Linked DNA regions of Mus musculus: all the other regions are linked to region 2. Evidence: chromatin contacts called from public promoter capture Hi-C data. All regions are on one chromosome and are shown on one strand. Each heading gives the region's core, a stretch centred on a gene start, on an enhancer-like site or on the middle of the called end of the contact. The rest is flanking DNA. Distances are from core to core; before and after follow the strand shown. Region 1 holds the start of Mob1a (MOB kinase activator 1A). Region 2 holds the start of 1700003E16Rik (RIKEN cDNA 1700003E16 gene). Region 3 holds the start of Bola3 (bolA-like 3 (E. coli)). Region 4 holds the start of M1ap (meiosis 1 associated protein).

Region 1 (5,311 bases), core at 730-3,229, 170 kb after region 2:
ATTGACCAAAGATTTACACCTTAATCCCTAAGGCTTTCTCTCCCTAAAGCTGGACATATGGAGAAGTGTCTTTAATAAGTTTTTTCCTCATAGATTTAATAATTCTACAATTTTAAGAATCATTTCATTAAAAGATGGAAAAAAGCCCCAAACAAACAACAAACCTGGAGTTCATTTAGTCTGCTTTTTTTTTTTTTTTTTTTTTTTTTTTCTGAAACAGGGTTTCTCTGTGTAGCCCTGGCTGTCCTGGAACTCACTTTGTAGACCAGGCTGGCCTCGAACTCAGAAATCTGCCTGTCTCTGCCTCCCGAGTGCTGGGATTAAAGGCGTGCACCACCACACCCAGCATTTTTTTCCTTTTTAAAAGAAGATTTTTTTTTATTTTATAAGTGTTTTGCCAGCTTACATGCATGTGACATGCATGTATGCCTGATGCCCGTGGAGGTCAGAAGAGAGTGTTAGATGCTCTGGAAATGAAGTTACAGATAGTTACAGACAGTGTGCATGCTGGACCCTGAACTCAGGTACTATACTATACAGGTATTAAGTGCTCTTAATCAAGCCTCTCACATCATATTTTTATAGTTATATACATATATATATATATGTGTGTGTATACATATAATGTCATATATGTATACACACATATACATATATATATATATATACATACACACACATACATACACACACACATATAATTTTTGAGAGTCTTTCTATGTAGTCATGGCTGTCCTAGAACATGCTATGCAGACCAAGCTGGCCATGAACTCACAAAGACCCATCTGCCTCTACCTCCCAGTGCTGGGATTAAAGAAGCTGTGTATCATCATGCTTGTCCTGACTTGATATAAACATAAGGACACAGACTCAAACCTTAATAATATGTTATTTAAAAATATACTTATGAAAAAAATAAACAAATAAAAGGACAAGAGGCAGAGGCAGGAAGATATCTGTTAGTTCGAGGCCAGCCTGATCTACAAAACAAGTTCCAGGACAGCAGGACTACATAGAGACCCTGTCTCAAAAAACCAGGAAAACAAACAAACAAAAAAAACCAACAAAAAACAAAACCAAAAACAAACAAACAAAAGATTCAAAAAATATATCAAGGCACATACTCTAAATCACATACAAATTTACAGAAGTTAGTGAAAAAAAGGAAAGAAAGAAAAGAAAAAGCTTACTGAATAATCCTGATAACCTAGGCTGCCCCCCCCCCCATCAAGGTAGAAAAGGAGAACCAGCTACTACTACATACCACACTAATAAATACAAATGTATAAAAGGTGGTTTAAAAAGTTAATAGAAGGAGGCAGGTGGTAGCTCAAGCCTGTAATTCCCGCACCTGGGAAGCAGACGCAGGACGGTCAGGAGGTCAGGGTCATCCTTGGCGACATAGTAAACTTTAAACCAGCCTGGGCAGCCTGGAACACCTGAGATCCTGTCTCAACCAAGGAACAACACGCAAACAAACAGGAACCCAAAAGTTGATAAAATAAAATTGATGACATTAATGTGACAGGTGGCATTCAAATGGTTTTAAACCACCGGCAAAATACTGGATCTTTGCCACTGCGCATCTGCAGTTTCATTTATTTCCACAGGTTTTTTTTCTCCCCCCTCTTTTCTTCATTCTACCATAGTGTCACCTGGTGTCAACATATCCTCCCACACGGAACATGCACATGGACATTCATAGCAGCGTTACAGTGTGTGTGTAGAAACCTCCCAGGTGTCCATCAACAGGCGAGGTGGCCAGAATAGCATTCCTTTAGGAGAAGACATCAAGTTTTTCTAAATAGCGAAACAGTCACCAAGTAGCGCTGGCAGACGTCCCTCGGCCACGGAACAGTTGACAGCGGCGCCTAGTTGGCCCCATTTCCCTCCCGTGCCCACAGAATACTGATTGGCTGAGCTCAGGAAGGGGCAGGGTGAAGCTCAGCGGGACGGGAAGAAGCCCGGTCTCGCGAGATCCTCTTGGTTCCGCATTTTGGCTCGCGGAGCTGTGGGAGGCAGCGCGGAGGAGCCCGCGGTCGGTGCTTGGTCGCGGCGGCTGGAACTCGGTACCAAACCCGGGCCGTGAAGCTTCGGCAGCCCTGTAGAGCCGCGGACCGTCCTCTGCCTCCCGGTGCCCGCGGCGGCGCCGAGTCTGACGGGGCGGGGGCCACGGCCCCTCGGGCTAGCGAGGATGAGCTTCCTCTTGTGAGTGGGCCGGGCCGGGCCGGGGCGGGGCGGGTGTCGGTCGGCAGGGCCGGGCCGAGGGGCCAAGCGGAGGGCGGAGCCCGACCTAGGGCTGCTCCGGGCCTGCCGCCCCGGGATCGGCTAGCGCAGGAAAATGTGCAGTGCCTCGGTGACCAGACCAGGCTGAGAAAGAAAGGCGCAGGTTCTCAGTGGCTTCCCACAGGTTTGCATTTGGGAAGAGGGCATTGCTCCTTCCAATGTGACTTTTCTCTTAGCCCAGGCGGGGCTTGAACCTGGACTCCTCCTGCCTCTGCTTTCCCAAGGAGCCAGGATACAGCCTCGGCCACTAGGACAGGCCTCCTTTAAATGTGGGGGTTTTGTTTTGAGAAATGGTCTTGCTATGTAGCCCAGGCTGGCCTCGAGCCCTCTTAGATGTTGGGATTAAAGGTGGGTGCTTTCATCTCGGCCCACATGTGAATTTTTTTTAAGGTTTTTATTTTTTTTGAGAACTTAATAGATGCGTATTTTCATTTCTAACTCCTCCAGTGCCCTCTCATCTCCCATTCAAATTCATGTTCTCTTATCTATATTCTATATTACGTCTATACAACATACATACGTAATGGATCCAGTTAGTGTCGTCTGTATGTACTTGGGTGTAGAGCTGACTATTTCATTATGAGTCTATTTGAGCTTGTCCCTGAAAAACCTGACTCTTCTTGTGGACTGTCCATAGCTCTTCAGCCAGGTGAGGTAAATGGAAGTTTTTATTTATAACTTAAACCGATGGACAGTTTTTCCCACTCTTTGGCTATTCTGAATAACGCTGCTGTGAGCAGCTGGTTATAGGTTTTTGGGTATGTGTGTGTGATGGTATCTCCTGGGTCTTAGTGAGGTTTTTGCATGTTAGCCTTTGAGGCACTGCCAAGCCTTCTAAAGCCTGCACTGCATTTAACATCCCATTCTCATTGTATTGAGTTTTCAGAATTCTTCAGTTCACACCTGCCTGGTAATTACCACTGATAGATCTGAGGGTGAAGTGGAATTTATTGATTTACATTCTCCCAATGACCAGCAATGTTAAGCATCGTTTGTGTGTGTGTGTGTGTGTGTGTGTGTGTGTCTGTGTCTGTATTTTGTGTTTTCAGACTATTTGTGGATAGAGTTTATTGAGATCCTTTTCCTATTTTAAAATCAGATTGTTCTTTATTTTGTTAGCATCTGTTAATTGTACAAATTAATGGGTTTCACTGTGACATTTCCACGTGTGTATATGGTGCAGTGGTTGTGTCCGTCTGACTTTTTGGTTTCAGTTGTAAGAATTCTTTATGTATTTTGGATATGAGTGTCTCATTACATCTGTGACTTCTTCCATCCTCAGCGTTATTTTAACTGTTTTGATGGCATCATTAGAAGAATGTAAGTGTATTTTTCAAAGATTTATTTAGTTATTTAGTTTTTTTTTTTTTTTTTTTTTTTTTTTTTTGCTTGTTTGGTTTTTTTTTTTTTTTGAGATAGGGTTTCACAATGTAGCTCTGGCTGTCCTGGAGCTAACTATGTAAACCAGGCTGACCTCCCAGAGATCTGCCTCGCTCTCCCTCCAGAGTGCTGGGATTAAAGATGTATACCAGTATACCCAGTTTAGGATTTACTTTCATTTTATGAGTATGAGTGTTTTGCTTGTATGTATGTATGTATGTATGTATACCATGTACATCCAGTACCCACGGATGCCAGAAGAGGGCATCAAATCCCATGGGACTGGAGTTGTGGATGGTTGTGAGCCACCATGTGGGTGCTGGGAGCTGTATACCCCAGTCCTCTGCAAGAACAGCAAGTGTTCTTAACTACTGAGCCATCTCTTCAGCCCTTGAAGCACAAACCTCAATTTATCATATGAAGATCTTATTGAATCTTAAGAAATCATTTAATGTTAATTTTCCATATTCAGTTTCCTGTTATTCAGTTTCCTGTCTCCATGTGTTCCTGGGGTGATCCTTCTAATGTATATAGTTCTTTATAAAGTATGATATTTAGTCTAGTACTTTCATAATTTTTTACTTTTTACACTATTTAAAATTTACTTTCACAGGTAAGGTGTAAGTCCACGAGTCTGTTCCCTTCCCCTTTTAGATGTTGTCACAATTCTGATATGTCTTATTTTAATGCTTTTTCTGTTTTGTTGTTGTTTGTGCTTTCTATGGGTTACCAAAATAGACTTTGCTCTAATTTGGTTCTGTAATGTGTTCAGCTATGCTTTGACTATATATACCACATTACCTATTTTTACTGCACAGCATCCCATGATGTGGATATACACTCCATATCTACGAGTGCATGGAAGGAGTAGATTTGCATTGTTAAGATGTTGCTATAACAAGCACTAGAATCTACAGTGTGTCCTCCCCCACACGAACTGCTTGGTTAAATGCTCTGGTAGATGGGGATAATAGATTGTCCTATGCAACAACTTGTGTGTTGCTCCTGCACTAACACTTTTAAATTTTTACTTGTTTGTTTCATATATGTAGATCTGTGAGTGTGGAGTAGGCACACACTGTGTGATGCTGTGTCCTGATACACAGAGCATCATAGAAGAGGGCATTGGGGGCCTCCTATCACTTTTTGCCTCTTCTTTAAGGCAAGGTATCTTTTTGAACTTGAAACTCCTTTTTTATCCCCACTAGGCTGGAAGCCAGCAAGTTCCAGAGATCCTCCTTGTCTTAGTGTTGTGCTGCTGTGAAGAGACACAAGAACAGGGCAACTCTTACAAAGGAAAACATTTAATTTGGGCTTGCTTACAGTTTCAGAGGTTTAGTTCATTGGCATCATGGTGGGGAGCATGGCAGCATACCTGCTGACATGGTGCTGGAGAAGTAACTGGGAGTAACTGCAGGAAGAGACAGACAGACTGGTACTGGGCTTTTGAAGCCCCAAACCCAGCCCCAGTTACACACTTCCTCCAACAAGTCCATCCCTCGTAATCCTTACAAATAGTGCCACTCCCTAAGTATTTAAATACATGATCCTATGGGGCTAGTCTTATTCACGTAGTCACATCCCCATCTCCTTCCCCATTACCACAGAAGTAATACTTCACATTGTTCATACAACATATAAGCCT
Region 2 (4,793 bases), core at 52-2,551:
AATAAACCATGACGGAGCCATCAGACTCATACATCTGGAAGATGGGGGCAAGGATGAGAGCAAGATCCAGATGACCCTTGTTGAGTTCTGGGCACTTCACCCAGCCAGGTAAGTCCATTGGAATCCTCAAACTCTGTTCTGGGAGGCAGGCACTATTCTTATCCATAGTTTTCAGAGGAGGACACTGAGGCTACCCGTGCCCAAGGGTCACAGAGTTAATAACAGAAGCAAACTGCTGATGCAGAATTGAAGAGTGAAGAAAATGGAACAAAAGAAGACGAAAAATAGAGGCAGAGTGGGCTGCGCATGTGACATCTAAAAGTGTTATTGGGTGGGGGTGGCGCTGGAGAAAGGGCAGGAGGGTTCTATTCTCACCTGTATCCCTCGATGCGAGGTGAGGACCAGCAGTACTCTGAAGGGGAGGACACACCAGTGAACCTGGAGAGACGCGCATCATAGAAGAGGACATAAGGCGTCAAGAGGATAGGTATTCAAGAACAAGGATCGCACTGATTTAAGCAACACCTCTTTCACTCCTTGCCTTACCTGAGTGATAAGTGGGGGACTCACTCCAGCACCCTCTTTAACGTGGAGCTGGCGCTGGGCCAAGGGCACACCCTCAGGGGCAGCACTGAGAAGCTGGGCGCTCGGTCCATGAACCACCCCAAAATGCGTGAGATCACGGGCTGGCAGCTGCAGTACACTGAGGTTGTTAGACAGGGCGGCGGCAGAGCTACGAAGTGGGATGGAGCGCTCGCGGCGGAACATTCTGAGAGAGAGAGAGAGAGAGAGAGAGAGAGAGAGAGAGAGAGAGAGAGAGAGAGAGAGAGAGAGTCCTAGAGTCACGGCACGACAAATAGGGAGAAGGCCACTGGGGACACTGGGACAGGGGAGAAGGACAATGAGATGCAACCAGGAGACACTGAGAGAGACCCTTGATTGATAGGATCCCCGAGGAAAGTGATGGATAGTAGTCACAAGGAGGAGAGGATCCCACGGAGCTGGAGAGAGCCCCAGGGTTGAGTGTTGCAGCCACCAGGGAATCCCGCAATAAGAATGATGATGTAAATACCTGCTAGTACGGAACGTCTCAGCTAAAATGCAGAATGTGGTCTCCAGCTCTTCTTCCCACAGCTTAGCTACCTGAAGGCCCACGCCAAGGTTAGAGGTCACACCTGCAACCCACCCCCACCACCCTCAAGTGTGCCTTGCCTGACGCCGCGATCCTAAGGTCCCTCCAAATCCGCCGCCACCATAGAGACGACGCACCGACGCACGGCCTCTGGGCGTGGCCTGTGGCTGGAACTTGCGGCGCGCAGCTACGCGGTTACCAAGCAACCGTGGACCACGCCAGGGACCCTCAGCGGGGCCTGGTTGCCGAGGAGACCGTTGGGTCGCGGCCACTGCAGCTACAACGATGGAGGGTCCTGAAGGCAGCTGAAACACCGCCTTGGAGTGACTGTCACGAAAATGAGTCACGAAGGCTCGGTGAGTTTCAGCTAGACTTAGGGAGTGCGCAAGAACTGGGGTTGGCCGGTATCGAGGCAGTGGACTAGCTCTAGGTTCGAGATGGGCATGCCTGTACCTCGGTCCCTGAGGGAAAGGGTCAACGGCTGGACCAGGCCAAGGGCAAGCGAATTCGGAAACAGCTGAACCACTAGTGCAAATAGTAATTCCTTTCTGACCAGGAACCCGTGTTGGTGGGTAAACCAGAGGCACTAGGAAGAGGGTCTGATGGATGAATCACTATCTTGACAATTTCAGGACTACGAAATGGATCAAACAACTGTGAGGGTGACCTTAAAACTTACTTTATTATCATTATTACTTTTTTTTTTTTTAAATCGAGACAGTCTGATTATATAGACCATATTGGCCTCCAACTCAACTCTGCCTCCAGAGTGCTGTGATTAAAGGAATCACATGCGCAACCATGGCTTGCCTTTTATTTTGAGACAAGGTCTCAATGTGTAGCCCTGGCTGGTCTAGAACTCACAATATAGACCGGGTTGCCTTTGAACTCATAGCTTCTTCCCATACCAACACTCTCCCATCTCACTGGTCAAAAACCAATTACCTTTAAGTCAAAAAAAAATTTTATGTATATGGGTGTTTTGTCTGCATGTGTGTTTGTGTACTGTGTTCATGTCTGATGCCTGCAGAGGCCAGGAGAGAGGATCAGATCTCCTGGAACTGGAGTTACAGTTTGGAGCCATCACATGGGTGCTAAGAATCAAACCCAGGCCCTCTGCAAGAGCGGTCAATGTGGGGTCAACTCTCTTACTCCCAAAGTCAAGGCATTTTAAAAAATAAAACAGATTGGTAGGACCTCGAGAAAATGAAAGAGTAAAAAATATCTCTGTTCTCTTGTGTTAAGTGCACGCCACATCTCTGTCCTAGCTGTGGGGGGAGGCCTAAGGGATCGGTTCTTTGGTTTTGCGTTGGCTTTGGGCTTAAGGAAGCAAAGCTTTAGATGGAGAACTAGGCAGCCGCTTGGTTTCTGGGAATTCAAGGCCAGGAACTGAGAATGTAGAGAACAGAAGACACCGGATTGCCTGAGAGAATGAATATTGGAGAATATAAAATAGGAAACAATTAGGTAGATAGATAAAAACTTATATTTGGAGGTAGATTTTGGAAGGAACCATCTTCCTTCATGGTCTCACTTCATGGCCCAGTCTGGCCTTGAACACATGACAGCTGCTTCAGGCTTCTGAGTGCTGGGTTTATTGCTGTGAGCCACCACACCTAGTTCTGGCCCTCTTTACAATTTTTTTTATTATTATTATTACTTATCTACATCTCTTTTGTGAAGTATTATGTCCCTAGGTTACTTTTGGGCTTTTCTTAGTTACTTATCTCTTGCTGTCACAAAACACCATGAGCAAAGAAACTTATAAAAGGAAGTGTTTAATTTGGGGTTCACGGTTCCAAACGGTTAAGCACCCAGGAGCATCACGAAGGGGAGCACAGACAGGCATGGTGCTGGAGGAGTAGCTGAGAGCCCACGAGGCAAAGAGAGCTAACTGCAAATGATGGGCTTTTGAAACCTCATCTCTGGCCCCTACTCCCTCCCTCCCAACAAGGCCACACCTCCAAGTCTTTCCCAAACAGTTCAAATAGGAATTTATGGGGCTGTTCTTATTCAAGCCGTCACAGGAATCTTTAATGATTTGTTACATTTATTTGGGGTGGGGTGGGGTGAAGGCGGGGCGTGTGCCATAGTGCACGAGTGGAGGCTGGAGGGTGACTTGAAGGAGATGGCTCTCTCCTTCTACCTTGTGGTGCTGAGAATCAAACTTTTGTCATTAGGCTGGGCTATGAGTACTTTTACCCAGTGAGTCACCTCACCAACCCTCATTTTCTTTATCTATCTCATGTATATGTGTACACTGTCACTGTCCTCAGACACACCAGAAAAGGCCATCAGATCCCATTACAGATGTTTGTGAGCCACCATGTGGTTGCTGGGGATTGAACTCAGGACCTTTGGAAGAGCAGTTAGTGCTCTTAACCGTTGAGCCATCTCTCCAGCTCCTTCTCTGTCTTTTTAAATGAGTTTTAAAAATATCTTAACATGTTTTTCATTTATATATTTTAGCAAATGTCTTTGTTTGGGAAGCAAGAGTCAGGTTTTGGAGCTAGACAAATCCAGATGTGAATTCTGACTAGACTACTTCCCAGGTGGGATCTTAGGCAAACTCCATGAGATGTGAATAGAAATAGTGGTTAAAGACGGTCTAGTAGTGCAGGCCTGCTCTACTCTACTCGGGAGGTTGAAGTGAAAGTCAGAGAGGATGGATAACATCAAGACAACCATTTTTCCTGCTCAGCAGGCCTGAGTGGCAGTGTGCAACAGGGCCAAGGGAGATTGAATCTCAGTGCTGTGAGGGGAAGAGGGCACTAGCTCCTGTCCCTAACCAAGAAGCTATTTCCAATTGACAACCACTTGGCAAAGGAAAAATCAGTTTCCCCTGTGGACTCTACTGGAAAAACCACACCTAAGGGTAGTCTCCACGCGCCAGGAGTGGACGGCCAGTACAGCACGAACTCAGTGGTGCTTTTGTGGGTTTTTTTTTTTTCTTTTTTGACTTAATATGGTTTCGTTTGAGCATTAAAAAAAAAACCTTTCTCATCTTTTACTTGCATATATGGTTTCTGATTTTGTATTTTAATGTTTTTTTGTTTGTTTGTTTGTTTTGTGTGTGTGTTTCTTGTGCTTTTCACTGTTCTTTTGTTTGTTAAATGGTGGTTTGTTTGCCTTTTTAATTTGCCTGTTTGTTTTCTAAAGAGGAAGAGAGGAAGAAGGCCTGGGGTTGGGTGAGAGGGGCCGTGGAGAGGATCTGAGAGATGGGGGAAGGGAAACCGTGGTCAGAATATATTGTATACATTTTCATTTTTTTTTTTTTTTTAAAGAGGGGGTTGGAGAGATGGCTCAGAGGTTAACAGCACTGGCTGCTCTTCCAGAGCTCCTGAGTTCAATTCTCAGCAACCACATTGTGGTTCATAAACATCTATATGAGATCTGGTGCCCTCTTCTGGCCTGTGTGTATACATGCAGGCAGAACACTGTATACATAATAAGTAAATAAATCAGAGAGAGAGAGAGAGAGAGAGAGAGAGAGAGAGAGAGAGAGAGAGAGAGAGAGAGAGAGAGAATGAATCAGAAGTTAAATTTCAAGATCAGCCAGGTGGTGGTGGCGCACGCCTTTAATCCCAGCACTTGGGAGGCAGAGGCAGGCAGATTTCTGAGTTCGAGGCCAGCCTGGTCTACAAAGTGAGTTCCAAGACAG
Region 3 (4,875 bases), core at 887-3,386, 190 kb after region 2:
CTTTTCTCATAGTTCTCCTCTACCGTGGTTTATCTTTCTGTCTCACTGCACTTGAAGAGGACCAGGGCTTGATTCTCAGAACCCGCATGGGGATCCACAACCATTTGTATCTCTAGTTCCAGGGGATCTGACACTTTTGGCCTTGGACACTGCATGCACATATTGTACAGACATACATGCAGGCAAAATACCCAGACACATAAAATTTAAGAATTTTAAGAAGCCTCAAGTTGTAGGTAGTGCTAATGTGGCTTGGTTGGAGGTAAGTCTCAATGACAGAAACCATAGTTTGAAAGATAATTGTGTGACCAAATGTCTGGCAGAACCTGTGAGGACAATATCATATCCTGCCGTTCAGATTCCAGCTAGGTGGATAGGTAAGGGTGAAGTCATGAAAGTTTATTTCTCTGAAGTCTGAAGGATTTGAGAGTGAACGTTTTTCTCTCAAATGGTTTGGCAACCTCTTGGAAACTAACGGTAAGAGTGCACAGTGGAGAGTCAGCCGTTCTCAGTGACAGTGGTGGGGGGGAGGTGATTGTTCTATGGAAAAGGATTGACAAGCAAAAGCCAGTGTGCATGACAGACAGGTCTACACTTACAGCTTTCTTCTGTGGCCGCTTCATTGCCAGTACATCTCTAAGTATTTGGTGGCAATGCTGGTTGCCCTCAGTGCCAGGCTTTCTACAAGCAGAGCAACACATCGGTAAGTCATAATTTCTGTAGTTCCTGCCAAGTCCAGGAGCCGTGTCTCATTGGTCTGGTTCAGATGATATGACCTGTTAAACCAATCACCATCTAGTTACAGTTCTGCTCATGTGATCATGTGCTTTGAGTAGCAAAGAGGGACCACTATACAGCTGGAAAACATTTTAAACAGTTTTGATTGTGTTCTTGGCATAAAAGAGGAAACTTAACAGCTAATAAATTATTCCCAGTTACACTAACCATAAAGTTTAAGGAATCAAGCCTATCAAGTAATCTGGAGATGAGGGCTAGTAACAGGAGTCACTCAACATTGGGAGGGATGAACACTTTGTTTAGCTTCGAGACAGGGTTTCTCTATGTGGTCCTTACTGCCCTTGAACCTGCTGCCTTGAACTAACAGAGATCCACCTGCCTCTGCCTCCTGAGTGCTGGGATTAAAGGTGTGGGCCACCATGCTGGGCCTATAAATAAGCCTACTTTAATTGGTCACTTTAAAGAACAACTCTAGGTCCAAGCCACACAATAGCTACGGACTGCATAGGCACAGGTGCAGTGACGAAAGGCGGACAGTTCTTGCAGGCTACACCAGATGTGAGGCTGTAAACAGTTACTACTGCAGAAGCCAAGGACTTAATGGAACTTGGGCTTTTATTCTCCCACTGTAAACCAGTTAGGTTTGGTTGGTGGTTACTCAGCCCTCGTGGAGTGCACTCCCAATCCTACCTTTTCTGGAGGGTTTATTTTTCTGTTTGCTTGATTTTGAGACAGGGTCTCACTGTGTAGCCCTGGCTGACCTGCCATTGCTTCTCCAGTGCTGGCATTAGCTACCACATTTTAGTTTTGAGATAGGAACTAAAAACTAAAGTCGGCCTGGCACTCACCTTAGCCCTGACTGGTTTTGAACACAAAACAACCCTGGGATTAGAGGTGCCGTACTATGCCTGTGGTGACTTGTGTCTCCTGGAACTTAGAGAAATCCAAAACAAATGTCCACTCCCACCCCTCCTGGAATACCCCGCCAAACCCTATCCCCAGGCAAGTGGCCATTGCAGCAGTCTGCCCTCTCCAATTTCAGCCCCCTCACAAAGTCTCCGCCCTTTCTAGAACACAAGACTCCGGTGGCTTGAGACTTTCACAGCAACTCCAATCAGGAAAGAAGCCAGTTTCCCAGAGCACTGACTGGGATGTTCGGGGTGAGGGCAACCTGTTCTGTGCACCCCAGGGTTCTGGCTGCGGAGGAGTGCGACCTGGGGTATTTAGGGGACCCTGCAGTGGCAGCCAGGCCAAGGCAGGACGGGGAACGCCCATGTTTGCAGGTGCGGCCGGTTCCGGGTGGCGACCGTGGTGCGGGTGCGGCCTCCGGACGGCAGGGGGCGGGCTCGGCCTGGGCGGCGACTCTGGACACAGTGCCCGCGTCTTTCCGGCTGCACCGTGACCTCGGGCTGCGTCGCCGGGCATGGCGGCATGGGGCCCGGCGGCCGCTGCGCCTCTGCTGCGCGGGAGCCGCGGGGTGAGCCGGCGGGGCTCGGGCGGAGCTGCGGGGGAGCTCGGGCGGCTGTTGTCAGGCTGGGGACCCGGGGCAGGGCCGAGGTCCTTCCTTGTTCTCATTCATTCACTCCTGCCCTCTGCATCGCACCGGGTGTGCTGGGGGCTACTGGACTTAGGCGGATCGGGAGACAGTTCCATAACCAGTCACAGTACAGAGACCCTGGGAAAGGCTGCCTTATGTACAGGAAAACATAGGTGTCATAGCCCCGAGTCCTGGCTTTGGTCCTGGGCACTCGGGACGAGCTTGTACCCTACAATTGTATGCTTACCAGGCCTCTGACCTTGACTCTCTGTAGCCTGCCGGCTAGAGTAGAAGCCCAGCACAGGGCGAGCTCTCCTAATTCGTCCAACCCCTGTTGGTTTTTGAGACCGCTTCTCGAATTATAGCCCTGGCTGGCTTAGAACTTATGACATCCCTCCTAACTCCTGGAATAAAGTAAGCCACAGAGCCCATTCTTTCTCCCCTTTACAGTCTCATCATTAGCTTTACCCCCATCCACCTCTCCTTATTTGCCTGCTGGTCTTGAATCTATCACTCAACATGAGGAGTTTTGTTGCTGCACGGACGCCCAGGGCAGTTCATGTGTGATTTTTGTCAGTCTGGATAGGTGTGCTAAGATGATCGCCTCCTTTGAGGACTCTGCAGCTCTTAGTGATTTTACATTGCCATCCCGTTCTTCCAGCTATGCTTCTATCTCAGGAGCAATCCCACTGGCAAACCTTGCAGATGTGTCCAGGCTCACAGCCTCGTGGTTTCGTTCCTTTGTGCGGCACACAGACCATCTAACTCCAGACCTTTCCCCTGGCCCGCATCTCAGCCATCTCTTAGGCATCTTGGCCTAATGTCCAGTGACCATGCCTCTCACCTGCTCATTCGCTGCTTCAGAGGACCTGCCTGAGGATCAGCTCTGGGATGCTGCTCTAGAGGGACAGACTCCATCTTGTCCTTTAAGATTGGCTAATGAGAGAGCTGGGGAGATGGCACAGTTGGTAAAGGGATCACAAGGATGGGCTGAGTGACCCTAGGACCCTTGTGAGATGGTGGATAAGGGCGCTCCCTGATTTTGCAGAGGATCCCAGTTCAGTTTCCAGCATCCATGTCAGTCCACTCACAGCTGTCTGTAACCCTAGGTCCTGGGCTCTGATACCCTCCCTCATCCAACCTCTGAAGATCTTGCATCCATGTGCACACACTCTTACACACGCACATACACATAGTTAAAAATAAAAATTTAAGAACAGAAGCCAGGTGTGGGGGCACATACTTGAACTCCCAATCCTGGGAGTGCGAGACAGGTGGATCCCTGGGCTTGCCTGCCAGCCTGCCGCCCTGCCTACATGCTGGGCTCTAAGCCAGTGAGAGCCCCTGTCTCAAAAAAACAAGGCGAGATCCCCGAGAAGGACAGCTGTGCTTGTCCTCTGACTGCAGTGAACACATACACACGGGCAGCTTCACACACACAAACATACCACAGAGACCCAGGGTACATCCCTGAAAGTCTAGGTAGTGAGCGCCCTGCTCTGGCCCTTCAGGTGAGTCTGAGGAGAGATTGTGGCCCCTTCAGCAGCAGTGCTTGCTCACCAGCAGCCCCAGTACTGTGCCCGCCCCGCTCGGGCAGGGACCATCGCTGTGCCTTCTCACGGTTGTTCAGACCTCCTCTGTGTTCTCCCAGCTCCCTCTGTGGCACTGTGCGCAGCGAATGTTTGCCTCTCAGACGGAGGGGGAACTCAAAGTGACCCAGGTTCTCAAAGAAAAGTTTCCTCGAGCCACAGCTATTCAAGTCACAGACATCTCAGGTAAGGCTCTCTCCCGTTTTCTCCATGACCACTTTGCTGAGGTTTTTTAGAGTTTTTCCCTGGGGAGAGGCTGAAATCAAGAGACCATGAGGAGGGCACTTGACCCAATGACTTCTCAGTATGTGTTGCTTTGGGACAAATGGAGATGAGGATTTAGAAACCTCAGAGAACCACAAAGACAAGCCCCAGCTGAGAGAACTCTGGGTTTCCAGACTAGCCCTGCTCAGACGAGGCCCCTCTGCAAGCCTGATCCTGTAGAGGCATCAAGAGCTTGGGCCATGTTCTTTACGAGATGGGCCTTGTAATCTGCCCACCCCAGTTCTTCTGACAGCCTACAACAGTACGGCTCGAATGGGCCCAAGCTGGGTTTTGTCAGCTGCCCTACTTTATCCAAGAGGCAAGCCCAATACAGCCAAAGGAGGTGGGAGAACCAGAGGCAGAATCAGGACTCAGGGCAGACTCCCCAAGCCCAGTCTGGCCGGCCTCTCCTCAGGCCACTGAATTCCTGGCTGGCTGTTTGTCAGGACTGTGCTAGGGGCATGGCTTCTGCGTAGAAGCAGAGGGGACCTGGGTGCCTTATCCAGACACACCCAGAGAGGAACACAGGTGCAAGCAGCTAGATAAGAGCCAGCTCTACATTGCCACTACTAGGAGAGTCCCCTGACTTCCCTGAAAGCACAGTTGCATGGGTTGGGAGGACGTTGACAAGTCTCTTTTATTGTGCTGGGGACATAGCTCAGTTGGTAGAGTGCTTGCCTAGCATGTACATTCCCTGATGTTGTGTCTTATTAAAAAAAAAAAAAAAGAAGGAAAAAAGTGCCAGGA
Region 4 (5,134 bases), core at 455-2,954, 210 kb before region 2:
CATCATTATGGTATAGCTACAGGCTGTTAGTATGTAGATAGGATAAAATCAGATCCTGGAACCCAAAGCACTTCCCATCATGTTAGATCGGGATTGATCGACACAACGTGAAATCATTTGTTCTGATCAAAGAACAATTCTTCTCATGTAAAGATTGCTCTCCATCTTCTTTTATTTCCACATCGATTCAATCACTTCTGATTTTAATACATCCCACCGAAAATTTCTATAAATCCAGATTTTAAGATCCATATAGTATCCTATAAGTGAATATATTGTTATTTTTTAAGCCATTGCTCTATTTTGATTATTTTTACTTTAGTTTACTTTGTAATTAATGATTTCGTGAACATTTTTGTCTCCTTTGAGAATTACCTTAGAATTGGTTTCTATAAGCTTAAAGGCTCAAGTTGGGCACTAGGGATATAGCCAGAGGAAGAATTTGTTTTGCATCAATCTCTAGGAGGAAGAGAGAGAAGAAAAGGGAGAGTAGGAGAGAGGGAGGGAGCAAAGAGGGAGCGAGAAAGGGAGGAAGGGAAGGAGAGGGAGGGAGGGAGGGAGGGAGGGAGAGAGGGAAGGGAAGGGAAGAGAAGAGGGAAAAGGAAAGTAAAAGAAAATACGTTTTAAGCCAGGTTGTGGTGCTCACACTTGTAATCACAATATTCAGGAGGGTCGAGACAGGAGGATTACTTGAGCAACATGAGTTTCACTTGCAGAGGATCCAGCGCCCTCTTCTGGCCTCTTCAGGCACTGCGCACTCAGCACACAGACATGCAATTAGGTAAAAACACTCATACTCGTACAATAACACTAAATAAACATTTAAAAGACAAAAACAAAAGAAACGAAGCAATGAGGCCATCTTTTTTTAACCTCAAAAACTTTTCATAGACAGACTCTAAATCTGTCCCTTGTAACTCATTAAAATCTTTTTATATCAGCCTCCCACCTAGAATATCTGCTTAATAGTATTTTCCTTAATTATTTCATGAAAGATTAAGAGAAGTAAAAATAATTCTAGTATTCCTACAGTCCAAATTGAGACATACATTACTTTAACAAATACATTAGCAATGCATTAACAAATGCCATTGGATCAGGCATGGTGGCATGCACCTGTAAGACCAAAAAACAGAGACACTGTAAAAAAAAAAAAAAAAAAAGGCAATTTTCTTTTACGAGGGGACAGGGGACACGATGGCCATTGTTTGTGCACTTCCATACCCAAATCATAGCTTACTGCATGGTACAGCTCACCACCAGGGTTACTGAGTAAGAGTTGGCCAACTGAAGAAAGTTGTGGACAGGAAAAGTTAAAGGCAAGAACACAGTAGATCTTGTGTTTGATGGGGGGGGGGGGGTACGAAGAGAAAGTTATCTTCACTATGTTTTTCTGAAATCTACAACTGCTCATGGACCCTAGAGGACTATTCTCAGGACACCCTAGAACTTGAGCGACAACTCCAGGAATGAAGCTGAGTGATTCCCGAGGTCCGGAGCTCGCGGGTGAGGGGCCTTGTGCAGTGAGATGGCCTGATGCCTCACACCCTGGGGCCACAAGCGGCACCAAAGTGATGTCTGAACTTGAGGAGCCTGAGGGGAAGAAGGCCCAGGCGGCGGGAGACTCAGTGGGAGGAGCCTCTGGGAGGGGCGGTGCTACAAGGGGAGGTCCCTATAAGAGAGGAACTCTGAGGCTGAGCCAGCGGAAGGAAGGCGTGCAGGTGCTGAGCTTGAGGTGAGTGAAGGGAACTTCTGAGACGGAGTGGTGGGTGCGCTGAGGGTGCTACCTGAAGAGGGACTCCAGAGAAAGGTGCCCGAAGTGGGGACTCTCTTCAGCAGGTACCTGAGAAAAAATTCGCCTGAGGGAGTTACCAGAACTCGGGGTTGACGGGTTGCCCCAGAAAGAGACTCCTGAAGGAACATGAAGGGAAGGTCTGAGGGGGGACACCAACCGGGTGTCTGGAGGCGTACCTTCCAATTGAAAAATAGTTGCCTAAGTGAGCGACTTAGGTTCTAGGCTGGAGCTTTGGAGCACTAGAGCGTTGCTTTTGTTTGCTGGGGAAGGGGTAACCAAGCAGGAAAGCCTGAGGGACTTGCCCTGGGGAAGGCATCTGAGGTGGACTCTTGAGGGAGCGGAGCCTGAGGTGACCATATCTGAGGGGCAGTGCCTGAAGGAGTTCTCTTGAGTAATCTCCTGAGGAGTTCCCTCGAGAGGCCGTGCCCGAGGTGAGCTTTCCCAGAGATGGCGCTCTCTCTAGGACCAGACAGCCTGACTGAATGGTAATAATGTTCAGTCTTCAGACCTCTGGGCTAAGGAAAGACTGAAGGGCTTGGGAGTCAGAATTGCGCCTCAGAGGTTGGTTTGAGAACACACCTTAGATCCGTGTATCTGGGCGGGTACGAAGGTGCAGCCCGAGAACTGCATCACCATCGCTGGGTCGGTGAAGTCCACTAGGGCTTGGTCGCTTGAGGGGTGACAGGACTAGAGAGGCCCAAGGCCTAAGACCCGCTCTGGCCAGAGCCCTCTGACTGACTGACAGAAGGAAGAATTAATTCATTCTCATTCTTTCATTCATTCATTCTTTCATTCATGCATGCATTCTTTCCCCCTCAATGTCGTGTGTGGGGGGAGGAGTCTGCCTGTCCCCCCCATCTCTGTCTCTGTCTCTCTAACTCTGTCTCTCTGTCCCTCTCTCTTCTCATCTGTCTATCTTTCTGTCTCTGGTCTGGAACTAAGGGTGATATCTCTGTTGGGGTTCAGGAATCACCACACAAAACATACAATCACTGATCTCAGTTAAGCAGAATAGTTTATGTGAGACATAGCTCAGAATTATCTGAAGTATAACAATGGACATCTTTGTCTGTTAGCTTATAAAGGGAAAAAACATGAAAACTATAATGAGTACAGGAAGTACTACCCAGTGGGCCAGCTCTGACTCAAGGTATTTTAGACATAACAACTCATAATTGACCTTTAACTTGATGGGTCCTAGGTGAAGCTTTGTAGAATTTCTTAAGATTAACAAACCACATAACATAACATAACATAACATAACATAACATAACATAACATAACATGGTATGTCATCAGCATGATCCTGTTCTGAGTCAAGTTATTCTTTTTCTTGTCAGTGGCTGGCAGGCATATTACAGCAATATGAAATAACTGTCAGGCATGGAACAAAATTGCTGCAGTTATGCTGGTGGAATCAGATCAGACCATAACAATTTCTGCCTCTGTCTTTCCAGAGCCAAGGTTACAGGTGTGACTCACTGAGCATGTTTTAACTTCTTCAGTAAGAAGGAAACAATGAGCTATGAAGGTCAAAGAAACTTTGCTTTTGTCTCCTCTCCCCCGAGGAAACCTTGACTTTTTAAAGACTCTTTTTAAAAACTATTAATTTATCTTTTTTTTAAAAAATGGAGGATAGTGTCCATGAAGGTAAAAATTCTTAAAACCCACAAAAAGTATGGTTTTGTTTGTGCTACTAGGATGGAATCTAGGACCTGCACATGCTAGACCAGTATTCCCCCACAGGACAACACCCTTCTGACAACACACATACACACACACACACACACACACACACACAGAGAGAGAGAGAGAGAGAGAGAGAGAGAGAGAGAGAGAGAGAGAGAGATTTTAATGGAACCCAACTCAAGGGAGAACAATTGAATCATTTACAGAACAGTAAACTGTCCTTAGAGGTATAAACACACAGCACAGATGTAAAGGAACCCAAATCTCGTGAGAAAATCTTAGAAAAGAAAGTATTCAAAGAGCTGGAACCTGAATGTGTTTGTGATGAAAGAAGCCTGAAGAGTGAGCAGCCCGCTGCAAGCTTCAAGCCTGGCTCAGGGATGGAAAACACAAAGACAAAACAAAAAGACAAAAACTTGAAGCCAGGATGAAGAGTTTTAGATTTTGATACAAGCATAGTTGAAGCCCATTGAGAGATTTTAGTACTAAAGTAACTTGTTTTAGGATGGTTCAAGTCCAGCTCTGGGGTTAAGCGCATTACATAGGAAAAAACATTCAGGGGATGTTCTTATAAAAGGAGAGTTTATGGGGTCCAAACACTTCAGATGCACTATTTGACTATGTCTGAGGAGAGGTATCTCTTACGTCACCTGAAACATAGCCTTCCAATTGTAGATTACTGTGAGATCTGAAAATGACTGTGCAGCCACAGTGGTACAAGAGCATTTTACTAAACTTAGAGGAAAGAGATGCTTCTACTGTCAGCGCATTTTCTAATTTCAGTGCAAGGAATATCTTAAGTTTACTCTTAGAACTTACTACACAGAGAGGGTATTTTATTCAGAATAAACTGTATAATCTCGTTATCATTGCTGCTAACACCCATTCTCTTTCACACAATCATTTCATTCCTTTTTTCTCCATTTTTTTTTTGAAATTTGTAATCACAAGAAACTCATTTGTTTAGATTCTTGTACATTGTGGGCCCTAAAGATTTCTGAGGGGAAAAAATTAGTTTTATCTTTGTCTTTTTTATTGTTCATTATTTATATATTGTTCATCATATATATATGTATGATGTATGTGTGCATGTACATGTTCATGTGTGTGCAAACACACAGCTTGAGTGTGAAGGTCAGAGATCAACCTCAGATGTTGGTTCTTGCTTTCCATCATGTGTGAGACAGGGTATTTTTGTTTGTGTATTTGTTGTTCATAATACATATGCCGAGCAAACCAGCTCAAAGGCTTCTGGGAGTTCTTCTATCTCTGCTTCCTATGTTAAAGTAGAACTGGGCTAGCAGGTGAGGTGTGCTATGTCTGGCTTTAGGTGGGTTTCAGGGATTCGAATTCAAGTTGTCAGGCTTGTTAAGCAAGCACTTTATCCATGGAGTCATCTCCCTGGTCTTATTTCATCTTGAGCTTTGTGTTTATTTGTAATACTTTCCTGTAACTATCTTGTAATACTTTACTTTCAGTGAAATGAATCACAATCCATTTCCTATCAGACAAGATAAATGTGTGAGAAGATACACAACATTTTTACTAGAATTATTTCCCACTGATCTAAAATAATAATAATAATAATTGTATAACCTGAAACACAAAGGTATTCTAATCACTAGGAAAACACTAAAAGCTCTCTTCCTA

Evidence for each region. Promoter capture Hi-C pulls out the DNA fragments that hold promoters and counts their contacts. Capture Hi-C pulls out chosen DNA fragments and counts their contacts.
Region 1: a promoter capture Hi-C map of pancreatic islet shows a contact between it and region 2. The contact joins the promoter of Mob1a here to the promoter of 1700003E16Rik in region 2. A contact is called at or near these places in 18 of 39 promoter capture datasets (the 3T3-L1 cell line, 3T3-L1-derived adipocytes, the C10 cell line and 14 more), 1 of 15 datasets of contacts at CTCF or cohesin (the NIH/3T3 cell line), 35 of 484 Hi-C or Micro-C datasets (CD4 T cells, the N1E-115 cell line, Sertoli cells and 21 more), 33 of 115 datasets of contacts at active chromatin or transcription factors (the 230-238 cell line, CD8 T cells, the SCID.adh cell line and 23 more) and 4 of 9 other capture datasets (adipose tissue, embryonic stem cells, liver and 1 more).
Region 3: a promoter capture Hi-C map of liver shows a contact between it and region 2. The contact joins the promoter of Bola3 here to the promoter of 1700003E16Rik in region 2. A contact is called at or near these places in 9 of 39 promoter capture datasets (the 3T3-L1 cell line, the C10 cell line, the HPC-7 cell line and 6 more), 8 of 484 Hi-C or Micro-C datasets (the N1E-115 cell line, Th1 cells, cerebral cortex and 4 more), 13 of 115 datasets of contacts at active chromatin or transcription factors (the 230-238 cell line, T-cell acute lymphoblastic leukemia, bone marrow-derived macrophages and 9 more) and 5 of 9 other capture datasets (adipose tissue, embryonic stem cells, liver and 2 more).
Region 4: a promoter capture Hi-C map of hematopoietic stem and progenitor cells shows a contact between it and region 2, with 6 times the contacts expected there. The contact joins the promoter of M1ap here to the promoter of 1700003E16Rik in region 2. A contact is called at or near these places in 7 of 39 promoter capture datasets (3T3-L1-derived adipocytes, embryonic stem cells, hematopoietic stem and progenitor cells and 3 more), 2 of 484 Hi-C or Micro-C datasets (CD4 T cells and embryonic stem cells), 8 of 115 datasets of contacts at active chromatin or transcription factors (the 230-238 cell line, bone marrow-derived macrophages, embryonic stem cells and 2 more) and 2 of 9 other capture datasets (adipose tissue and liver).

The regions. Positions count from the first base shown.
Region 1 is chr6:83,324,060-83,329,370 of GRCm38.p6, forward strand. Mob1a (MOB kinase activator 1A) reads left to right here and starts at 1,980. Exons shown (of 6, transcript NM_145571.2): 1 at 1,980-2,208. The coding sequence starts at 2,195. It also overlaps a transcript of Mthfd2 not described here.
Region 2 is chr6:83,155,103-83,159,895 of GRCm38.p6, forward strand. 1700003E16Rik (RIKEN cDNA 1700003E16 gene) reads left to right here and starts at 1,302. Exons shown (of 4, transcript NM_027948.1): 1 at 1,302-1,488. The coding sequence starts at 1,471. It overlaps Wdr54 (WD repeat domain 54), which reads right to left and starts at 1,277. Exons shown (of 11, transcript NM_001362119.1): 1 at 1,213-1,277; 2 at 1,073-1,143; 3 at 547-769; 4 at 376-438; 5 at 1-34. The coding sequence starts at 768.
Region 3 is chr6:83,347,340-83,352,214 of GRCm38.p6, forward strand. It overlaps Bola3 (bolA-like 3 (E. coli)), which reads left to right and starts at 2,137. Exons shown (of 4, transcript NM_175277.5): 1 at 2,137-2,215; 2 at 3,927-4,050. The coding sequence starts at 2,162.
Region 4 is chr6:82,945,218-82,950,351 of GRCm38.p6, forward strand. M1ap (meiosis 1 associated protein) reads left to right here and starts at 1,705. Exons shown (of 10, transcript NM_033079.2): 1 at 1,705-1,735.